Linked DNA regions of Nomascus leucogenys: region 1 is linked to region 2. The links are chromatin contacts, called in public Hi-C maps. All regions are on one chromosome and are shown on one strand. Each heading gives the region's core, a stretch centred on a gene start, on an enhancer-like site or on the middle of the called end of the contact. The rest is flanking DNA. Distances are from core to core; before and after follow the strand shown.

What was found. A called contact is a pair of places that touch in the nucleus more often than the background predicts.
Region 1: a Hi-C map of an unstated tissue shows a contact between it and region 2, with 2.8 times the contacts expected there. The contact joins the promoter of GLYCTK here to the enhancer-like site in region 2. A contact is called at or near these places in 2 of 4 Hi-C or Micro-C datasets (a lymphoblastoid cell line and an unstated tissue).

Annotation. Positions count from the first base shown.
Region 1 is chr4:99,470,002-99,472,701 of Asia_NLE_v1, reverse strand. GLYCTK (glycerate kinase) reads left to right here and starts at 1,250. Exons shown (of 5, transcript XM_012498728.2): 1 at 1,250-1,320.
Region 2 is chr4:99,407,862-99,410,613 of Asia_NLE_v1, reverse strand. DNAH1 (dynein heavy chain 1, axonemal) reads left to right here. Exons shown (of 79, transcript XM_030811652.1): 16 at 1-48; 17 at 448-530; 18 at 1,898-2,039; 19 at 2,488-2,643. Among named protein-coding and RNA genes, the nearest start is that of DNAH1, 34 kb to the left of the region's middle. Within about 2 kb of position 1,458, the one cell type or tissue checked has an H3K27ac peak away from gene starts, as active enhancers do. A contact at or near this core is called in a lymphoblastoid cell line, where this site is marked.

The DNA of each region.
Region 1 (2,700 bases), core at 1-2,500, 62 kb before region 2:
AGTGGCGTGATCAAGGTTCACTGCAGCCTCTACCTCCCAGGCTCAGGTGATCCTCCCATCTCAGCCTCCCGAGTAGCTGGGACTACAGGAGCATGCCACCACACCTGGCTCTTTTTTTTTTTTTTTTTTTGGTAGAGATAAGTTTCGCCATGTTCCCAGGCTGGTCTCGCATTCCTAGGCTCAAGCGATCCACCCACCTTGGCCTCCCCAATGTTGGGATTACAGGCGTGAAACACTGCGCCCTGCCAAGAAACATGTTTCAGTAAAATTGTTAGGAAATCAAGTGTGTGATTTGTGATGCAACTCTCTCCTCTATCTCCCTAAGAAAACATCAGTAAGAACAGTGAACTGTTTTGTATTTTTGGAGTCTGATCAGGACTCATCTTATGAATGTGGGAAGGCATCCAGCCAGCTCAGGGTGGGCCCAGGATGAGAGCAGGGACAGCGAGGTAGGCCCAGAGTCATTTGAGTTTACGTGCCGCTTATGTGCTTGAGGATCGCAGAATGGAACTCTTGCTAAGCCACAGCTGTATTTGGTGGCCCATGGTGGGAGAGGGAAGAACAATAGTAAGTTGTGGAATAAAAGCCATGGAGAGGAGCGGGAATTACTTAATCTGGCTCCAGAAGGGGTGAGTTGTGGGGAAGGGGTGAGTTGTGGGGAAGGGGTGAGTTGTGGGGAAGTAGTGATTCTCAGTTCGTTTGCTCAGCTCAGTGCCTGACACTCAGGGTGCATCTGCTGACTGATCGTAGAGGATAAAGGAAGGGAGGGGCCGGGCACGGAGGCTCAAGTCTGTAATCCCATCACTTTCGGAGGCTGAGGTGGGTGGATCGCTTGAGGTTAGGCGTTCGAGACCAGCCTGGCCAACATGGCGAAAGCCCGTCTCTATTAAAAAATACAAAAATTAGCCCGGAGTGGTGGCACATGCCTGTAATCCCAGCTACTCGGGAGGCTGAGGCATGAGAATCGCTTGAATCCGGGAGACGGAGGTTGTATTGGGCCGAAACCGCGCCTCTGCACTCCAGTCTGGGCGACAGAGTGAGACCCCGTCTCAAAATAAAAATCGGCAATCGGTGAGGCGGGGATCATTACCCTCAATGTAGAGATTAAAAAAATGAGGACTGAAGGTGACTCCTTCCAGGTCTGTCGGTGGCCAGCAAAGAGCCAATATCCTAAACTCTCCCCTCCCGGACACCGGCTTCGGCCAGAGCTCGCACCCGCCTGCGCCGCTCCACCCACCCACACTTCCGGCTTCCGCTCCGCCCACCCGCGAGTACTTCCGTTCTCCAGCGCTGGGCACCGCGGCCCGGAGCTGTGGGCTGGTAAGTCTGCGCCGCCAGGGCTCGCATGACCTTCAGAAGCAATCCCTGGGCTGGGCGACGACGGGTCCTGGTGGCAGCAGGCCCTTCTTTCTCGCATCACCGGGAATTACGCGGCAACCATTTCCCTCGCGAAGGCCCTACCTTAGGATGACGTAACTTCCGGCCCCTACTGGCTGGGGAAAGCCGGAAAAGGTGCCAGCCCCCTTTGGTGGCTGGGAGGAGTCTAGGCCGGTAGTCTTCCTATTTCCGTGTTTTGCTCAGGAGCCTCCCGGAGTTTCGGAGAGACCACGTCTTGGATAGAATTGGAGGACTTAGCAAATAAAAATGTAAAGCGTCCAGTTAAATTGTTTTTTGAGATAGAATCTCACTCTGTCACCCAGGCTGGAGTGCAGTGGCGCGATCTCGGCTCACTGCAACCTCCGCCTCCCCGGTTCAAACGATTCTCGTGCCGCAGTCTCCCGAGTAGCTGGGATTACGGGCGCCCACCACACCTGGCTAATTTTTGTATTTTTAGTAGAGACGGGGTTTCACCATGTTGGTCAGGCTGGTCTCGAACTCCTGACCTCAGGTGATGCGCCCGCCTCAGCCTTCCAAAGTGCCGGAATTACAGGCGTGAGCCACTGCGCCCGGCCACGTCCAGTTAAATTTGAGTTAAGATAAACGACGAATAATTGTTAAGTCCTAAACATTGTATGCACATACTTATACTTTAAAAATTACTTGTTTATTTGAAATTCAAATTTAACCGGACGTCCTGTATTTTCTGTGGCAGCCTTAGCATTGAGCATCCCCCTGTCCTGTGCTCATATCCAGTGACAAGGCTGGGATCTTCTAGGCTCTTGTCCATCTGGGAAATAGATACAAATTTCACCCAGGCTATAAAGACCGGCTGTCTTAGTTGCTAAGATGCTTTTAGCTCTGAGCCTAATAGGCAAGCTCCAGGGGTCCCCCTGGCCAAAACTGGACCCATTTTCAGAATCCCCATGACGATGCCCTCTGTGTTCCCTTTCACAACAGAAGTCAGGCATGGCTGTCTTCTTATAGGAGAGCTGAGAACTAGGCAGACAAAATGGTCAGAGTCTAGAAGTAACCACCATATTTGGGTGTGGGGTAAACCGGTGTTTGAGATCTGTGTTGCAGTGGACAGTATCAGAGAGCCTGAGGTTGTTAAGGGGAGAGCGTAGTGTTAATCTCACCTCATGTCTCATTTTGTGGATCAGGCCCAGTGAGAGAAATGGAGGTGTCCCAGCCACTTGGAAAACCTATAGTAGAGCTGGAACCTCAATTCCCAGCCTCCTTACCCTGCTCGGTCCATACTTGCTGATGAAGTCAGCTTGCAGCATTTATGGTAGGCATTTATTAAAGTAGATGCAATAGTAA
Region 2 (2,752 bases), core at 209-2,708:
CTGCGAGAGTGGATGAAGGGCATCCCGGAGAGGCTGGTGGGCCTGGAGGTGAGGCAGGCACATGGGCACTGGGACCAGGGAGGCACAGGGCTGGTGTTAAGAGTCTGAGGGCTGGGGCAGGCAGGGGCTGGGAGGTCGGACTCAGGAGGCTGAGGGTGAGGTAGTTGGACAGAGGACAGGTGGGGTTTAGGGGGTTGTGATCTGTGGCTTCAGAGCTCTGCTGTCTGGGGGTAGGGGGGCTGGAAGCTGGAGGTGTGGCAGCCATGGCTCTTGGAGCCCTGAGCCTGATGCTGCCCTTGCACCCTGGGCCTCCTCCCCTGGCCCAGGCCTCCCCACTCTGAAAGAGAGCAGCCCCTCTCTAGTACCCATCTCTCTGGGGAGCCGGGTTCCAATTACCCACCCCCTCCCTGGCACACGTGAAGTTCTCATTACCACCTGTCTGTGCAGGAGCGGATTGTGAAGGTCATGGATGACTACCAGGTCATGGATGAATTCCTCTACAACCTCAGCTCAGATGACTTCAATGACAAGTGAGTGGGAGCTTGGCCCCCATGCCAGGTGCGGGGTGGAGCATGAGGGGAGCTGCTAAGCTGCAGAGGCTCCCAAATGCCCCAGCTGCCACAGTCTGTGCAGTCTCCCCAGAAACACCCCACTGACATTCCAGAAGCCAGGGCTCCACACATGGGCTGGGACCAGCCAGGGCCAGGTGGCCAGTGGGGCAGAAGGAATTCATTTGGGCCTCTTGGCCTCAGCTGCTCCCCAACCCTGTGTCTGTCCTGTCAATGGCCTGGCACACGTTTTGCTTGTTGTTTTTTGGAATAGAGTTTTGCTCTGTCACCCGGGCTGGAGTGCAGTGGCGCCATCTCAGCTCACTGCAACCTCCGCCTCCAGGGTTCAAGTGATTTTCCCTGCCTCAGCCTCCTGAGTAGCTGGGATTACAGGTGCCCACAACCATGCCTGGCTAATTTTTATATTTTCAGGGGTTTCACCATGTAGGCTGGTCTCGAACTCCTGACCTCAGGTGATCCACCCGCCTCGCCCTCCCAAACAGCTAGGATTATAGGCGTGAGCCACCACGCCCAGCCTGACACACGTATTTTACTGTGGACCTAGGGTTTCCTGTTTGTGGCTGGTGCCCTTTGGGGTTCTTGGGAGCACTGAGAGAGGCAAAGCTCAGCCTGGTGGGCAGTCCCTGGAGAGGGGCATTTGTCCCCACCCAAGTCAAAAGCCTTGTGGGAAACAGCCTTAGGTGCCCTTTTCCAACCAAGCCTTACTGAGGCCGCCAGAGACTCCATACCCAGTGCTGCCTCACAGATGTTGGGGGAGTCAGGACCGTCAGGGCCCTGCCCAGGAAAGGGAGATACTGGCAGACAGGGCACCTGGGTGCTCAGGGGGAACTCCCCCAGGGCCAGCGTCCCCAGGCCGGCTGCAGGTGGAAGCCCCACATCCCACAGATCCCCTGTGTCAGCTGGGCAAAGGGAGTTGGTCTGACCTGAAGGCAGCTGGCCTGAGGGCCCTGGCTAGAGACTGTGGCTTTGCCTTCTCTGAGGAAAGGCCCCTCTGGCCCCTGAGGCTTAAGAGGGGAACTTGGCCTCACTCTTCTCACTTCCCCTTGGTCCCTGTCACTACACTGGGCACCTTGGGTCTGCATCTCACTGGATGCAGACTGCAGCTCCCAGGGGGCAGGGCAGCCTCCCTGATGGTGGCAGTCGCGCCTCCCAGCTCACCTGTACTTCCCAGTTGTCCGGCCCCAAGTGGCCTCCACAGCTGCCTGGATTTCCCCTGAACCCCTTCTCACTGGCTGCCTGGGTGCCTGGTGGGATGCCCCTGCCTGGCCTTGCCACTCCACCACTTCAGCCATGATATTTCTCCCAATCTCCACCCCCATCCCGGCCAGATGGATTGCCAGCAACTGGCCTTCTAAGATCCTTGGGCAGATAGAGCTGGTGCAGCAGCAGCATGTGGAGGATGAGGAGAAGTTCCGCAAAATCCAGATCATGGATCAGAACAACTTCCAAGAGAAGCTGGAAGGGCTGCAGGTGGGGCACGGCTGCAGGCTTGGTGCTAGACACACCCCCCACCACATACATGCACAGTTCTCCAGGGCCTGGCCTCACTTCTTGCATTCAGGAGGTGCTGAGTCAACATGTGATAGGCGAGCAGATGGATGAATGAATAAATGGCTGAAAGAATGAACCCAAAGGCCAAAGAGATGCCTAGGCAGCAAGCTCCAGAAAGATTCAGAGCAGTAAAGTCCCCAGCTCTTCTGTTGTGTCCTTGGCGGCCTACTGGGCAGTGGGCACAGTGTCAGGGCACTGGGTCTCCCCTAGCTTTGCTGTGAGGAACCTGCTCACTCCAGGAGAACAACCTCCTTAGAACTGGGAGGAGTGGACGTTCTGGGACCTCCAGTTCCCTGGGTTTGCATGGGAAGGCGTGGACACAAGTGGGGCTGCAGGGGCATCTGACCCATTGCTCCTTGGCCTGCAGCTGGTGGTAGCTGGCTTCTCCATCCACGTGGAGATTTCGCGGGCACACGAGATCGCCAATGAGGTACGGCGTGTCAAGAAGCAGCTGAAGGACTGCCAGCAGCTGGCCATGCTCTACAACAACCGCGAGCGCATCTTCAGCTTGCCCATCACCAATGTAGGCCTCCTGCAGGCACTCTGCCCCCAGTCCCCCAGGCTTGAGGAAGCAGCTCATGTAGATGCAGCTGCCAGGAGGCAGGGCTCTGGCATTTGGGGGCAGGACCCAG